2 separate regions of the Mus musculus genome follow, and region 1 is linked to region 2. A link is a contact called in public Hi-C data. All regions are on one chromosome and are shown on one strand. Each heading gives the region's core, a stretch centred on a gene start, on an enhancer-like site or on the middle of the called end of the contact. The rest is flanking DNA. Distances are from core to core; before and after follow the strand shown.

Evidence for each region. A called contact is a pair of places that touch in the nucleus more often than the background predicts.
Region 1: a contact with region 2 is called in a Hi-C map of CD8 T cells, with 3 times the contacts expected there. The contact joins the enhancer-like site here to the promoter of 5031439G07Rik in region 2. A contact is called at or near these places in 4 of 39 promoter capture datasets (the 3T3-L1 cell line, embryonic stem cells, liver and 1 more), 6 of 484 Hi-C or Micro-C datasets (CD4 T cells, CD8 T cells, adipose-derived mesenchymal stem cells and 3 more), 3 of 115 datasets of contacts at active chromatin or transcription factors (embryonic forebrain, embryonic stem cells and forebrain) and 1 of 9 other capture datasets (pancreatic islet).

The regions. Positions count from the first base shown.
Region 1 is chr15:85,248,976-85,253,116 of GRCm38.p6, reverse strand. The region is part of intron 14 of Fbln1 (fibulin 1); the gene reads right to left. Among named protein-coding and RNA genes, the nearest start is that of Fbln1, 45 kb to the right of the region's middle. Within about 2 kb of position 2,481, at least 60 of the 459 cell types and tissues checked have an H3K27ac peak or open chromatin away from gene starts, as enhancers often do. A contact at or near this core is called in CD8 T cells, where this site is marked.
Region 2 is chr15:84,985,482-84,989,602 of GRCm38.p6, reverse strand. It overlaps 5031439G07Rik (RIKEN cDNA 5031439G07 gene), which reads left to right and starts at 1,632. Exons shown (of 10, transcript NM_001033273.3): 1 at 1,632-1,994. The coding sequence starts at 1,931. Gm39558 (a long non-coding RNA gene) reads right to left here and starts at 1,568. Exons shown (of 4, transcript XR_875533.1): 1 at 1,471-1,568; 2 at 147-448; 3 at 1-57.

The DNA of each region.
Region 1 (4,141 bases), core at 1,232-3,731, 260 kb before region 2:
GGTCAGGCTGGACTGTCACACTAAGATGAAGTTGTGCCCGCCCCTGAAACTCTCACTGAGAGTTCCCATGGTTCCGTGGTTAAGAGCACCAGCTGCTTTTGCAGAGGACCTGGTTTTAGTTCCCAGAACTTACACGGAGACTTACAAGGTCTGAAACTCCAATTCCAAGGGATCTGACACCCTCTTCTGTCCTCTACCAGTCATGCATTCAGATAGAACACACATACACATAAAATAGATATTTTAAAAATAAAGAATAGAATAGAATAGAATAGAATAGAATAGAATAGAACAGAACAGGGACAGCAACTACATGCAGTGGGTGCCATGAAGGATCGAAGGATCTTAGGCCAGTTCTTCAAAATGCTCTAGCTTCTAAGCCAAGAACAAACTGTGAGGCAAGTCTAGTTGAAGCCAAAAGATCGGCAGCTGGGTTGGCTGGACTCATGAAGGAGAAGCCAGGGGCAAGAGGCTCAGGGTTCACAGCGGAGGGACTGTGACAGAATGGACTAGGCAGAGCTGTCGAGCTAGGGTACACAGACCACCTCTGTGATCTTGGGCAAATCACACTCTCTCTGAGTATCCACAAAGACAATACACACCGGAAGTATATACGACATATGTTAGACAGGTTATGGTTCCAGCAAGCACCACAACAGTGCTTCTTCTTGGCAAAGTATTGGGGGGTGGGGTGGACCAGTAGAGGCAAATGAGTTTCTTTAGTCAAGCACTTTATCAAAGATCAACAGCGTTCAGTGTTTGCCCAGAACAGCTCTGATGATCCTACATGTGATCCCCAGGGGCTAGAAGGCCTATTACCCCAGATTAGCTTGGCTACAACAAGCTGAGCCATTAGAGCCAAGTCCTTCCCTTTCTTGGGGGTGTTGGGGAGTGTTTCTATATTGGAAAAATGAAGGAGGCAGAACTAGGGCATCTCTGAGAAGGAGGCTCCTTCTCAGCCGTCACAACTACTCTTTAGAGTTTATACAACAGGAAGAGATCGTTCACAGGTATAGACCCAGCCTAGCCTCATTCTCCTCTTGCTTTGGCTGTCTGATAATGCAATGATGAACTCTGTTGCTGTGATTCTCAGGTACCTAGACCATACAAAAGTTATTCCCCAGTCACACGGTAGGGAAACCAATTCTGGTAGGGGCTCAGCTTAACCCCGGGTAGAGAGAAAGCAGAGAGGCCCCTGTCCACGCCAAATAAAACCAAGGTACAAGAGGCATGCTCTTGGGATGGCTGCTGAGAGTTTATTAGAACCCCAAGGGTGGGAAAGCAACAAGAGGGAGTGCCCAGGGCTCAAGCAAGCACTCAGAGCTCTGCAGACACAAAGATGAAAAGCTTGGCCACAAAGGAGCTGACTGTGCCGTGGCGATAAAGATCCATCTTGACGGTCAGGAGCAAGTCCCTGGGCTCAGGGATGGGTTTGGTGAGGGCCACCACCCCACTGTGGTGGCTCACCTTTCGAGTGGTGAAAAAGCCCTCCTCATTGCCAGCGGTGATGGCCAGCTGCATGCTGTCCCCAGGGACAGCACTGGAAGGGCCCATGCGGAAAACCACCGCTGGCACTTGGATGTTGGTGGGAAAAGAGAGGTGGTAGTAGGTTATTCTCAGAGGCAGCCTGGGGCACTCCTGGTTCTCATGGCAAGGCAAGCGCTCACAGCGGCTGAAAGACAAGTGGACAGAGAGACAGGAAGAGGGTTAGCGCCACCTCGGCAAGCAGAGAAACAACAGAGTGTGGGCAAGCACGGCTCACTAGGCGGGGCCTCCTGTTCACTGGGTGGGGCCTCCTGCCACCCCTCTGACTGATGCAGCCAGCACAAAGAAAACCCTCACTCACCTGGGGGAGGCGTTGTAGACCTCCAGGCCGCAGACTCAGGTACAGCAACACCCTCTAGGGGTACTGGTGACCAGGGTCAAGCCAGGGGGAGATGTGTCCCCTTCTCAAGGCAGAGAGCTAGCTACCCTGGGCACACTCAGCAAGGGCCTCACCCAGATAGTGGCCAAGGCCATGAAGAACTCCTGGGTGGATCTCAGGGATTACCCAGAAATCATCACGGCTGTTACCACGTACTTGCATGTGGGGCTAATCCCCCATACATTCATTGGCGTCATCACAACCAGTGTTCAAGATGGCGGCTTGAGTGCCCCTTGTCAGATGAGGAAAAAGGTTCAGAGAGAGCCACATTGTGAAGGAAGATGCCAAGTCTAAGCTCAGGGATGAGATCCGTTCCCCAGCCCTGTGATTCAGCTTTAGACACTTGGTCCGATTCTCTGCTTCTGTCCATAGAGACAGAGTGGGGCTCAAAATGGGGATAATGCCAGGTTCTAATATCCTGTGACAAGACTGAACTTCCTGTGACAGGATGAAGACAACACCGAACTTCCTGTGTGGTGGAGATGAAGACAGGTTCTTACTTCCTGTGACAGACTCTAACTTCCTGTATGTGGTATCAATGAAGACAGGTCCTAATTTCTTGTGTGTTAGAGATGGTAACAGGCTCTCACTTCTTGTTACAGAATGGAGACGTGTACTAACTTCCTGTCACAGGAACTGATTTCCTGTGCTAAGGTGAGAATAAGTTCTCTTAGTAGCATCTAATTATAGCCTCTAACTTCCTGCAACAGGATGACAACAGTACATTCTTATGACAGAGTGTTGACAGGAAAATGACAGGACTCGAGTTCTAGTCCTGAACCAGGCCCAACACATGATAAAGGCAGAATGACAGGAACTTAAGAAGCAGAGCCAAGATGGCCAGCCCCATTGGACTTGACCAAGTCCTCCTCAAGTAGGTCTGCCATTTTGACCAAGTTTGGATTCTCCAGTCACGGAATCTCTCAGGGTCTTGCATTACATCCCTCCTCTGGCTTTTTAAGTCTCCATGTCTTGTCCTGAATTTGCTACACATTTGACACTTCTTGTGCACAGCGTTTCTGTTTGTGTCTTATTGGATGCTTATCAGGGCTGCTAGGAAGCCTCTCACATACTTGACTAGTTAACATTCTGGCTCTAAGAAAAGAGAAGTCCTTCAAGTAAGATCCACAACACCAGTGACAGGAGAGAACCATGCCCACTGAAGACAGAGCCTGTCACTGAGAGTCCAGAGCTGGCAGTAGGGAATAAGGTGGACATCATGGGCACTGCTGAAAGGCAGCCGTCCCTGGAGATGCCAGAGGACTGGGTAAAATGGGGGCACTCTACATGCCAGAGAGATCTTTCTATCAAGGAAGGGCCTTTGATGACTGGGAGAAGGGAGGGCCATAAGAGCCAGGCAGGCAGCTGGGGTTCATGTGCTATGTTCCTCTGGGATGTCAAGGGCAGCAAGCAGTAAGTTTGGGTTTCAAAGTTGGCCTATTTCCCTTTAGAGCACACACACACACACACACACACACACACACACACACAAAGACACACACACACACTCAGACACAAAGATACATACACCGCACCCACTCAAACACACGGAAATACATACACCACACACACTCACACACAGAGACAAGACACACACCACACACACACACACACACACCATACCCATTCATGCACAGAGACACACAATGACACACACATTACACACACTCACACACATACATACTGCTTCGGGAGCAATCTAAATGGATCTGGTCAGTAGGTGGTGCTAGAGTCTCCCTCATGGAATTCACCTTTCCCACTTGTCTGTGAGGCCCTCTACCGACCAAAGACTAGGTCTTGAGTTGCCACAAAAGCACAGCAAATGTGAAGGGAAGGAATGTGAGACACGCATGATGCCCTGATCCAGCTCCCATGACTGTCACATCCAGAGCCTGACAGAGATGACGCTGTCATCCATCAGAGCATCCAAGACCTCCCTGGAAGAGGTGCCTGGGGTGGCTCTTTTTAGACCACTCACTTCCCAAAAGGCCGTGACTCCGCCACTCACTGTGGCACTTTGGCTCTATCTCCAGTGCCAGCACACTTTGTAAATGGTCACTGTACAGGCAGACTTGGACCTTGAGTTTCCTTCTCTGCCCCAAAATTTATTGAAACATCCTAGGGATCAGCATCAGCTGGTGGAGGCTTTTAGTCCCAGAGGCTGGAAGATCTCTGTGAGTTCTAGGCCAGCCTGGTCTACAGAGCGAATTCCAGGAC
Region 2 (4,121 bases), core at 383-2,882:
CATTTCAGCTCCCATTGTGGGGTTCAATGATCCTTTCATGGGGGTCACCCTAGACCACTGGAAAACACAGATATTTATATTATGATTTATAACTAGTAAAATTAGATATGAAGTGGCTACAAAAGTAAGTTATGGTTGGGGCTCACCATAAAACAAGGAAATGTATTGAAGGGTCCCAGCATCAGGAAGGTTGAGAACCACTGCTCTGGGACCATGGAATTAGTCACTCAAGCCCTACCCTGAGCATCTCAGGGGAGCGGTACAAATCCCAGGTAAGGCTTGAACAGTATGCCAAAGCTGCCAATTTCCTGCTCTGGAGTGGTTTCCACACCTTGTGGTCCCACCCCACCTTCCTTAGAGACAATCTTCCTCAGCAGGCCTCTCTCCAGTCTCCATCACACAGCCTGCATTTATTGGGCGCTGGGAATACAGTTGTCAGAAGCCAGGCCTGAGGAATACACAGTGTCTTAGTTAGAGCTGCCATGGTGCAATGTCACAGACGGGAGGCTTAAACCATTCTGAGGACTGGGAAGCCCAAGGGAAAGGGGCTGGTTTTCTGAGACGCCTCCTACAGCTATGCAGTGTGATGTCAGGGGAGTGGTAAGGATGCTGTGCCTAGGAATAATAGAACAGGAGGCAGGCAAGATATAGTTTGTTTGTTTTTGAGGAAATGTATTGGAGGACACTGGGATCCAAAGGAGACAGGAGACTAGGAGAAGGGTATCCCAGACAGGGTGAAGAAGAGTCGGGGCAGACAGAACTTTATGCTTAGCATGATTGTGAGAATTTGACACTGGAAATGTAACTGGCTGAGACCAGCAGTGCATGGTCACCTACCCTGGTCCTGGGAAAGGACCACCGAGTGAGTTCAGAACGTGGCTTCTGGCGGCTGCTCCCTGCATCTTCCTCTTTTAGCACAGGGATGGATGCCCAGCTGGACCTTGGCCTTTAATTAGGATCACATGCAAGCTGATCTGATCCACCTCTGGCCTCTAGTCAGCACAGGAGCTAAGACAGGAAGCAACTCTCTGACCCCTTTTCCTAAGTGTTCAGCAGAGGAAACTGAGGCGTCCCAGGAGACCTCCGAAAGGAGGTGGTAACTTCTTGTTGAGTTTTGTGAAGCAAGTTTTTAGCAGAACCTACTTGGAAGGTTCAGACAGAAATAAGCAGAGCTGGTGTGCTGGAGGCTTCAGGGAATGCACAGGGCGGTGACAAAGCGCAAAATCAGTGAGGCGCAGAGGGGGCGGCTCAGAGGCGTGACTCTACTGGAGGGGGGGCGGGGGGCGGGAGAAAGTGGACTCAGGGTTGGGGAACACGGGCAGCAGGGAAGGTCAGCAGGCCAAGGAAGGTGTGGGAATGAGATGACGAGAACGTCACGCGACAGGTTGGAGCGAGGACGCGATGGGCTTTTGAAGTTGGCAGCAGCTGGTCGCAAGGAAGTAGGCGGGGCCAGGACCAGGGACGACTCACCGCCTTGCCCAGAGATCTGGGCGGAGTTTTAGGAGTATGAGGCAGGGCCTTTGCGTGTCGGGGGCGGGGAAAGGGCGGGTTTGGGGGCGGGCCCGCGTCGGGGGTGGGGCCTGGGCGGTGTCGAGCGCGCGCGGGCGGGCGGTGGCGGAGCTGAGGATCGCAGTGCTCCGCTGTGCTCCGAGGTCGGCGGTGGCGACGGCGGCGGCGGCGACGCACACAAAAGCGGATTGTGGCTTCACTGGTGCTCGCGGCGGGCGGCAGCGGGGCACGGGCGGCGGGGCGTGTCGGTGGCCCCCGCGGGCGCGGCGCGGGCGATGAGCCGGGGCCCGGCATGGCCTCCGCGCGGCCGCCGGGCAGGGCCTGTGCCTCGGCGTCCGCGCCCGCGGGGCTCCGGGCTGGGCCGGCCGCCTCCCGGGAGTCCGTGGACAGCAGCGAAGCGGAGGAGCGCTCGTTGCAGCACATGCTGCGCGCCATAGCCGAGGAGCGCGGACGCCTTAGCCTGCGCCGTGAGGTCTGCGGCCTGGGTGAGTGACGGGGACGGGCGCGCGCGTGAGTGTCCGCGCGAGTCCACCTCCGCTAGTCCCCCTGTGCTCCTTGCCCTCCGTGCATCCCCACCGCCCTGGGCTCTGTCTTTCGGGACCCCAAGTCTCAGTGTCTTTTTGGTACCACAGAACCCCGATCCTTGTGTCTCCGCGTCCCTATCTTCCTCTGACCGCCAGGATATCTGTCCCAGCTCCTTCTTCCTCTTCGTGGTTCCTTAACTCTTCTTCCTTCTCCTGGAAGATCTGGGGGCCCCACTGCTGCTGCAGGGAGTGTGGGCGTGAGATTTTGGGAGGCCCTTGAGTTCAGAGTTCAAGGCAGTGTGCCCTGACCACATTCCCCAGCCCACATGGAAGACCGCGGCTCTTGATTGCTGTAGCCTTTGTCTTTCTGCACCTAAAGGTCCTCTTGTCCATTAGCTCTACAAGGGACCTGTTGGGCCTCTGCCCCTTGACCCACCTACTTAGCACTGGAATCAGGGATTTGCTACAGCCTCTCCGGGTGTGATTCTGGTCTAAGGAGTCATTCAGCTGCTGGGTGGGGTGGGGGTGTCTCATTGTTTGAAAGGGCCTGGGAGGTGTGGGTGGGGTCGTCTTGGATGTGAGGTAATGCATAACTGATACATTTGCCCAGAACCATGTGGCAGAAACCCCCTCCCCTATAATCTTGGGCTTGTCATTTTCTCTAAAAAAAAAAAAAAAGACCCCTCCCTTCTTCATGTAAGGAATGACTTCATTCTATGTTGTGTCCCCTCACCCCCACCTCCCTGTCAGGGCTTGAGTTCTCTTTGAGGGAAGTAACAGCCTTCTAGATCCTGTCAGTGCTCCAAAGTGGAAGTGTACCCTGGTACCCTGGTAGGACCACAGTAGCAGAGGGAGAGGGTAACACCTGGAACTCAGGGTCCCTTGGTAGGCCACGCCCGGGAGGCTCTGTGAAAAGCAGAAGTGAATTTCAATTCTTTTTTTTTTTTTTTTTTTGAAGGAGACTTTTTTAGCACCTGGCCTTCTTAGGCAGCAGGGTCTAGCCCAGCTCACCTCAGCAAAGTTCTCTTGTCAGGCAGGTACAGCCACCTGGGGGTATAGATAAGGACACAGATTTTAGTGGGTTTTTTTCTCCAAAAAGGTGTCCAGAGAATGGTTTGTAGCTGATTTAGAGTGTCCTTATTAATGGACTCAGTAAACATGTATTTGAGCACCTACTGGGTGCCCACCTGTTAGGGCCAGCTGTCAACCTGGCACAGAATGTCTGAATTGGGGAGGGTCTGGGCAACCGTCTGTTGTAAGCCCCTCAGCCCTGTGACCTCTGCAGCTCCAGGTAGCTCCTTCACACTCCTCTCTGCACACACCTTTGTGGTCCCTGACCAGAAAGCATCATCATGTCTGTTATAATATAGTCTCTACTCCTAGACAGCCTTCAGGGTCTTTCCCTAAGAGCAACGAATAATCCCAGAACTCAGCCTTACCTAGGACTCACTACACTCTAGGTGCTCCGTGCACGCTCTGTCAGTTCAACTCTAACACAGTACCACTTTTGCCAAGCAGGAATATAATCTGTCAGCCATAAGGAGCCCTGTTCAGGGGCACCCAATGAGGAAGTGGCACAGCTGGCTAACTGCTGGCTCTTCTGGCCCCAGGGCTTTGCCACATCCCCAGCCAGGCCTGCTGGACCTGTTAGCTCATACAGTGACCAGGTCATCACTTCTCCCAGTCTTCAGTGTCCTCTTATAGGCTTCCTCCATTACCTAGTTCTTAGACTCTAGTGTTTTGACGTTCTGGAAGGCAGTGTGTGCCGGTGTTTCCTCTGCCTGGGAAGCTGCTCCTACTCACTTGCTCCTCAGACACTGTAAGTTCTCCTTTGAGTCTCAGCTCCTAGCTATTGCCAGGAATCCATCCTCCACACCCGTCACATAGCCCTGTCTCCTCTGTCCTAGACAACTGGCGCGACTGTAGCATTATGATGAGCCGTGTGGGTGTCCCTTCAGCTAGCCTTAAGAGCCACGAGGGCATTGCCCAGTCCTCCTGTTGGTGCCTAGCACGGGGACACATATAGAACATGTGGTCGGTAAACATAGGGAACAAATGAAGCATTTCCCCCGCTGGTGTGCAAGCAGT